Linked DNA regions of Arabidopsis thaliana: region 1 is linked to region 2. A link is a contact called in public capture Hi-C data. All regions are on one chromosome and are shown on one strand. The core of a region is the stretch at or near the end of the contact, and the rest is flanking DNA. Distances in the headings are between cores, read along the strand shown.

Evidence for each region. Capture Hi-C pulls out chosen DNA fragments and counts their contacts.
Region 1: a capture Hi-C map of seedling shows a contact between it and region 2, with 1.6 times the contacts expected there. A contact is called at or near these places in 2 of 3 other capture datasets (root and seedling).

The regions. Positions count from the first base shown.
Region 1 is chr1:25,161,801-25,165,979 of TAIR10.1, forward strand. AT1G67235 reads right to left here and starts at 1,304. Exons shown (of 1, transcript NM_001334284.1): 1 at 707-1,304. The coding sequence starts at 1,304. The coding sequence ends at 840. AT1G67250 (Proteasome maturation factor UMP1) reads right to left here and starts at 3,256. Exons shown (of 4, transcript NM_105394.4): 1 at 3,042-3,256; 2 at 2,641-2,741; 3 at 2,248-2,345; 4 at 1,799-2,108. The coding sequence starts at 3,167. The coding sequence ends at 2,008. It also overlaps the pseudogene AT1G67240.
Region 2 is chr1:24,947,727-24,951,917 of TAIR10.1, forward strand. It overlaps AT1G08857 (a long non-coding RNA gene), which reads right to left and starts at 1,902. Exons shown (of 2, transcript NR_139511.1): 1 at 1,340-1,902; 2 at 667-1,239. AT1G66880 (Protein kinase superfamily protein) reads left to right here. Exons shown (of 9, transcript NM_105359.3): 2 at 1,160-1,769; 3 at 2,566-3,120; 4 at 3,709-4,191.

The DNA.
Region 1 (4,179 bases), core at 54-2,553, 210 kb after region 2:
ATAAGCTAACCAGAGAAGGAAAAACAGTGACTTGTAGCAATTGTAAGGAAATAGGTCACAATAAGGGAACTTGCAAAAAACCAACAGTGCAATCAGCTCCTCCACGCAAAAGAGGAAGACCAAGGAAGTCAATGGTACGTATTCTGACTCTCTCTTGGCCCATATTTAAGCACACGACCATCTTAGCCTTCTTCCTCACAATTGTTGTAGGAGGATGATGATCCATGGAGCATCAACAATGCTCCAAGAAGGTGGAGAAATGCTCCAAATGTTGCTCAAAGTCAGTATTCCAACCCACATGTTGCTCAAAGTCAGTCCAACCCACCTATTGCTCTCAGTCAACCGACTCAAATTCCGCAGCATTCTAGTGCTCCAGCAGCTCCTTCAAGTGGTACAGGTCGTGCTCGTGGACGTCCTCCAGGAGTAAAAAATGGTCAAGGCAAAAGTAAAAGTAAAGGCAAGGGACGTGGTAAAGGATCCGATGAAGCTCCAAGACCTCCTGTCTTTTTTATGTCCCCTTAAACTGATAAGGTCTTCGATGTATGGCGACCTGAGAAGAAGTAGGAATGACTTATGTTCTCTTTGTCCTTAATGACTTTGTAGGATTACTTTCTAGGATGATATCTATGTAGGATGATGTGTTTTGGTTGGTAAGATCCTGAATTGTTTTTGATGGGATCTTACTATTTCTAACGGCTCTTTTGATCAATTAAAGTAGCATTTTGATTATCGAAACAAAGAGTTAAAGTTTTACAACAACAAAGGTTCCCCAATAACAAAACAACAAACAACCTTAGCATCAACAACGTTATGTCCCGAACAAGACAATGAACTAGGACCTACTTCTTTCCCATTCCAAGGCACATCCCAATGACAACAATGAAACATCCCCAAGACAACACAATCAATTGCCTAAGCATTTTTTCTCTCTCATTAGCACCCATAACTTCAATTGCAAGTGTCTTCTTCTCTTCATCAAGCTTCTTCTTCTCTTCTTCAAGCTTCTTCTTCTCTTCTACAAGCTTCTTCTTCTCTTCCTCAAGCTTATTATTCTCTTCCTCATACTTCTTCAAATGGTCGTTTGAGCCAGACACTGAGACACTCACCTTCTGTTCCCTCAAAGCCTTTATACACTCGCTTAGCTGCCGAATCTCATCTCTAGCCTCCAATAAGCTCTGTTTTTGCCAACCAAATGGCTTCTCTGCATCTGCCCAGTTGATGAAGCCATGAACACCACATCTAACAAATCTTCTACCAGGATTTTCATTTGTCCAAGCCTTAGTAATTGTCGTAGCCCTACCACAACTGCAAACAGGACCCCAGCTACGGCTGATTGAATTTGCATCAGATCATGAACTTTGGCTCATCATCTTTGAGAAATAAGCAAAGATAGAAATTTTTTTAGGGTTTGTGAATTTGAAATCGATTTGGGGAGAATGAGAAAGGGCAACAGTGTCTTTAAATTGGACTAATTAACCACGTGTGGTTATGTTTTAACCACATTTAGTGGTTCTGTTAGCAAAACTAACAATCGTTAACTCGAGAGCATGAAGTTACCAACATTTAAAAAATCAGTGCTTTTATAGGCAATCGAAATTAACTTGTGTATTTTTCTTCCAATTTTAAAAGTACAGATATTAAACGACCAAATTAAAAATAAATGAGGATTTTTTAAGCTTTTTTCTCCTTTAGAATCCCTCTCGATTTCTCACTTTCATACGTGTGAATCCCTCTCAGTTCAATTACGTAACTGTGTTAGCCAATCTGACTCTCTTATTACTGCTGACAGTGTCAATCCTTGAGTGGATACGTGATGATTCCTTCATTTGACAATATTCTTTCAAAGTTTTAACATATACTAGAATTGATTGTTCAATCATATTCATCATTGTTTCATCTGATTTCAAACTTAACTCAAGAGAGAATACAAGTCTAAGGTTGAAATAAGTTCATACACGATGAGTCATGATCCAAAAACAACCGATAAAAAAAACCACCCATGAAGGGTTACATGAAACTTGGGTAAATCGGTCCCTTTGAGATGCCAAGACGAACTTCCATCCCGTGGTGGAAGTCTACCGGCTTGAATGTCTCGGAATCACGAGGATCTGCAAGTGATGAAAAAAACTAGATTCAGCTAACCGATATACATACTGAATTACTGAGATACCATCAAATTGGTTTCTACTGATCTAAAGAAGTGAATCTAGCATTGAGACACTTGCAATTGGAGTAAAAGACATTTACCATTCAAGTAATCCTCAAAACCAAAGTCATCCACAGCTCCCGTGTAGACTTCTAAACCGAGCATCGACGACGGAATTGGTCCAGGAGGTCTCTGAAACCTAAATATTCCAGAGAAAAAGAAAAAATTGAGAACTATACAACTTATTTTCATAGTGCTATTAACAACCAGCAGATAATACAGCAAACAGTTTAGACCCTGAGCTCAATGATACACACAGATAGTTTTGAGTACACAATAGATACCACTAATGCACACAACCATTATACATAATTGGGACCTATTAAGTGTGTGCATCTTACTAAGCAACATAGAATAGCTTCTCAATGCATTGATTCACACATTTCATGTAAATCTGAGTGTTCCAGTACAAAGAAGTATTAGCAGAAGCTTACCTTGAGAGAATTTGCCTATCCATATCCATCTTCAACGGAAGTGCAGTCCCGTAGGCATGCGCAATGACCGTCCTCTTCAACGCCTCTTTCGATTTCTTTTCCTGAAACCGATGAATCAACAGAGATTCAAGATCTAGAGAGTAAGAACAGAACCCTAATTATTAACCCAATTTAGAACCCTAGTAAGATTGAAACAACAGTTTCTACTCAAATTGAACCCTAAATTTGCGAATTGCAAAACAAAGTAATCAACTAATCAGGCGATAGAAGAGATTCAGGAATGCTAATCAAACACACTTAAGTTCCTTTCGTAAGCTAATTTCTCAGTTAACCAAGGAACAAACAGATTCAATTTCAAACTAACAAACAAAGAAAAACTAAATCGGGGAGGATAGTTTTACAGATTCGTATGACGATTCGAGTGGGTGAGATCCGATGATGTTGCTCTTAACGCCGTGAAGACCAAATCGAAGAGCGTCGTTTTTGACACCACCGATCTCATGAGCTATCTTTTTCTCAGACTCCATTGTTTACTTCGTTGTTGTTCTTCTTCTTCTTCTGGGTGTGTTTCGCTTCTTCTTGTAGCTCGCTCTGCGACTTTCGGGACAAGCAAAGTAAGAAAAAAAGAAAAAAAAAAAGTAAGAGACGAAGTTTAATAATGGGCTCACATAAATAATCCCAAATCTAAGGCCCATTAATTTTGTATTTGGGCCTACAAAGATGGATTTGTTTGTCTAAATTTTCTTAAGAATTTTTTTGTTCAAAACTTTTTTTTCAACAATGTCTTGTTTCATAAAGAAGCAATTTTTTGGTTGGTCATTTTTTCAACTATCTTCTTTCATACATAAGCAATTCATTTGCTTTTTGGTTGGTTATAATTTCATTATTAGTTATTTTACATATTAATAATTATGAATTATTTTCATACTACAAAAAATGACGTAAGACAATGACTGTGATGTGAATTTACAGATTTTAAAACTGAAATCTGTAAATTATTTTCAAAGTATTCGTTTTTCCTTTTACCTTTAGGTAAATCTTTTCTTTATGTTTATATTCAATACCTAATTTTGTAAATCAGTAAATTTATGGTAAGCAAAGACACCCTTGAAGATTGGACGCAGTGAAGAAGGGTCCACTCAAGGTCAGATTAATAAAATAAACAAAGGTACTCTTACAAAGGCATGTTGAAAAGATGTAATGTGAATATTAAAATTAGCTATTTCGGCGAGTTTATTTCATAGGATCTGACAAATGAAATTTTATATAATAAATTTTACTTCACTTTGCAACAAAATCTCGAAGGTAAATCAGTTTCCAGGCATTTACGAATTATATATTGTAGATTATTCATAGGGACTTAACTAATCCAACGACCTAGACAAGTGTAGATACTAATCCAGCGACCTAAGCAAGTGTAGGCAAGTCTAGATATTAAGGTCAGTGAGATGAAAAAGAAAGAATAAACAACAAAAATGAAATGAAAAAATAATAATAAGAAGCAAAAGTTAAATTACATCTTCATATCAGACTATATTT
Region 2 (4,191 bases), core at 652-3,151:
GTTGAAGTTTTTGTCAGTCTCCTAATTTTAAAATATTAGAGGGTATTTCTAGTTTTTAATGAATCAGATTCATACACCAAGTTACCGGATTGATGGTATGAGTTTCTGCGTTCGTGTGATTTTACCTCGATAAATATCAGAAAGATATGTTTGGATGGGTTTGACGGCGACATATCTGACTTGGTCGGCCAAATGCAAGCCCCTTTGACGGTGTGAGTTTTTGGGAAACGGCAGGTGCCACATACATACTTCCTTCTGTACTAGTACATTTAATGTGGTGTGGTTCCGTGTCTTGGCCAACGTTAAATACTTTTCTGTGTGTCGTGGAGAAAAGTCATAAAATTATGTAGCTTATAGTTTCTAAGGCCATCTCCATGAGAAACCCACAAAATTTCTCAAACAAAAAAATATTAATATTATATTATAATTTGATTATTTGATTAAAAAAGTATTTTTGTTAAAAAATTAAACCAATAGTGAGATGAGAATTGTCATGATGGGTTGTATAGAGTATCTCAGAGTTTTTCAAGTGAGAAACTTTCTACACTCTCTCCTTCATTTTTATTATTTTTATTTTTTTAATTGTGAAAAACTTTTATGAGATACTGCCAATGGAAATGATCTAAGAGGCTCATATATATCGTCCATCAATTCAAATGACTGCACCTTGATTCATGATTGTACCCAAGTACCCAACAGTTCGAAACCTGATCAGGCTCTAAAAGTGTTACAAAACACCGTAATGTTTCGGAAATTTCCTTAAATAGAGAAATTTCAAAATATTAGGAAATATTTTTCAATTTTTTAAGCTTTGAGGAAGAAGAAAAAACAAAACAAAACAAAAACAAAAATCTTTTCGAAGTAAACTAATACTGACATCCCAAGTCTTCGCTTCTGTCACTATCCTCACTTGACTTAGTCCTCAAGCCCTTCACCTTTCAACCTCAACTTGTATGCTTATCTCTTTTTTTTGTTTAATTCATTTCCTCTGCTCTTTTCAACATAAACTAAACCCAGAAGACACTTTGTTCATATCTCAAACAACATGTACTACTACTACCCCACTTTATGTTTTGTCCTGTTCTTCCTCTTTTCTTTAATTTCTCTTGCTTGTTCTTCAAGTATACAAGAACTTCGATTATGTGAGACTCAGTTTCAGTGTGGGAATATCACCGCTGGTTTCCCCTTCTGGGGAGGGAATCGTCTAAAACATTGCGGTCTTCCATCGCTGGAGCTTCACTGCAGCAAAAACATCACCTCTTTATTCATCTCAAGTCAAGAGTTCTATGTTTTACATCTAAATCAAACGTCTAAAACACTTAAACTTGCTAGAACAGACCTTTTAGGTTCAATTTGCAACTCTACTTTCACTACCATAACCTTGCCTCCAAATATTTTCGAGCTTTCTCCAACTTACAAGAGGCTCACCGTTTTCTACTACTGCTTCTTATTGACTCATTACGTTTCGAGTTATAAATGTCCTATGAGAGGTTTTATCTTTGTGTCTGAAAACCATGAATATCATAAAATCTGCGGTGACACTTTCACCGTGATTGTTCCTACACGTTTTGGTGCAGGAGAGAAAGAGTTGAATATGACCAATTTGGAAAGTGTTTTAAGTAAAGGATTTGAAGTAAAAGTGAAGATCGATGATACATCATGTCAAGAATGTTTATCCTCTCATGGAAGTTGTGGCTTTAATGAAACCTTGCCAGTGGGAGGTAAATGCAGTCCACTCAATCCAACAACACAACCACCGCCACAACCTGGTAAGTTTCGTATGCATCACAGATTCGCAATCATTTAATATCCATTTTCTTGAACAACTCGAGATATTTATTGAATCTTTCTCATTCTGAATACCTTTTTTTTTGTTTAACACTTTACTTAGACATATCAAACAACTATAGTAAGCCATGTTTTTAACATATATATAATATATGCTAAATTTTTAAATGAAAAATTTAGTGTTTGAACCTCCAAATTTTCTCACAATTTATATTTAGGAATTTTTACCTTCTATTATATAGAACTTATTTATATTTTGATAAAATTGATTTCTGAGAATCCACCACTGTTTAAGACATTTTTCATGCTCTATAGTCTATATCATGTTCCCGCAATATCCTCAAATGCGCAGCATGATTCATGTACTAAATAAGAGTTTTTCAATTTTTAGCTTAGGGAGAAGGAATGAAAAAACAAGGAACAAAAAGTCTTGTCAAAGTAAACTAATACTGACATCCCAAATTAGTCTTTGTTTGTGTCACAATCCTCACTTGACTTAGTCCTCAGGCCCGTTGCCGTTTCCACCTCATTTATGCTTATCGCTCTCTCTTTATATCTCTTTGTTTAAATCAATTCCTCTTATTTCTTCTCAACACAAACCAAAAACATAAAACACGTTGTTCATAGATCTCAAACAAATCATGTACTATCCCCTCAGTTCTAGTTTGATGTTCTTCATCCTCTTCTCCTTATTCTACCATCTTCCTTGTGAATCAAGTAAGTGTGAGAGTCTGTTTCAGTGTGGGAACATCACCGCCAGTTTTCCTTTCTGGGGAGGGGATCGTCACAAACATTGCGGTCATCCATTGCTAGAGCTTCGCTGCGACCAAAACAAGAGTACCTCTTTATTCATCTCAGACCAAGAGTTCTTTGTTCTCCATGTCGATCAAACATCTTACAGTCTTACACTCGCCAGACCAGACCTTTTACATTCCTTTTGCTCCCTTACATTCACCAACACAACCTTACCACCAGAAATTTTCGAACTTTCTCCGGCCTACAAGAGCGTCACATTCTACCACTGTTACCCGGTTCTTCCTGACCTTTCGAATTATACATGTCCTGTTATAGGTCCAATCTCAGTGTCTGGAAACCCTGAAGATCACGAAACCTGCTTTCCCAATTTTGCCGCAAACGTTCCCACGAGTTTCGTCACGAAAGAGAAAAAATTGAATATAGCCAATTTGGAAAGTGTTTTGGAAAAGGGCTTTGAGGTGAACATGAATGTCATCATGAAAGCTTGTCAAGCATGTTCATACTCTAATGAATCCTGTGGCTTCGATGAAAACTTTCCATTCGAAGTCAAATGCAAACCACACCATTCACCAACTGGTAAGTTTCTTATCCATCACTATCATTTCCTATCAATTTTCTTTGACGTATTAGACATAACTTATTAGTGAGCTTAGAAAGACGGTGATGCAAGATATATAACATAACTTGTTTGATATATTTTTTTTCCGATTTGGCATTAATTTAGCGTTTAGTCGCCAATCTATTTCACTAATTGATTAACAATGTTTTAAATCAATTTATGTATCTCTATATATTGCTTTTTTGTTTAATTTCCAAGAGTTTGATATGACCGGACCGTCCATCAACTTTAATAAGTGCACTATATCCATATAGTCTTCCAAAATCTTAGCTTTAGACAAAAGAGAAAACAAAGTACAAAAAGTCTTCCAAAGTAAACTAATAAATGACACCACAAGTCTCCTCTTCAAGTCTCTTTCTCTCTCTCTTTGTTTAAATCACTTCCTTTGCTCTCTCAACATAAACCAAACACAAAAGACAGTGTTCATAACTCTCAACAAATCATGTACTATCTCCCAACTTCTTGTATGTTCTTGTTTTTCCTCTTCTCCTCTTTCCACCCTCTTCTTTCTGCTTCAAGTAAACAAGAACTCGGGTGGTGTGAAGCTAAGTTTCAGTGTGGGAACATCACCGCTGGTTTCCCTTTCTCCGGTGGGAATCGTCCTCAAATTTGCGGTCATCCATCGTTGGAGCTTCACTGCTATAACAACATGGCCTCTATAATCATCTCAGACCACTTTTACAATGTTCTCCATATAGATCAAACATCTAACACTCTTAGACTTGCTAGAGCAGAGCTGGAAGGTTCTTTTTGCAACGCTACTTACACAGCCACAACCTTGCCTTCCAAAATCTTTGAGATTTCATCAACCTACAAGAGCCTCACTGTTTTCTACCTCTGCGACCCTAAGGTTTCTTACCGTTCGAGTTATACATGTCCTGGTAGAGGCCTTGTCTCAGTGTCTCAAAATTCTGATTACCATAACTCCTGCCAAGACAGTTTCACGATTAACGTTCCAAAGAGCTTTGTTCCAGAAGAGAAAGAGTTGGATGTGACCAATTTGGAAAGTGCTTTAAGAGAAGGATTTG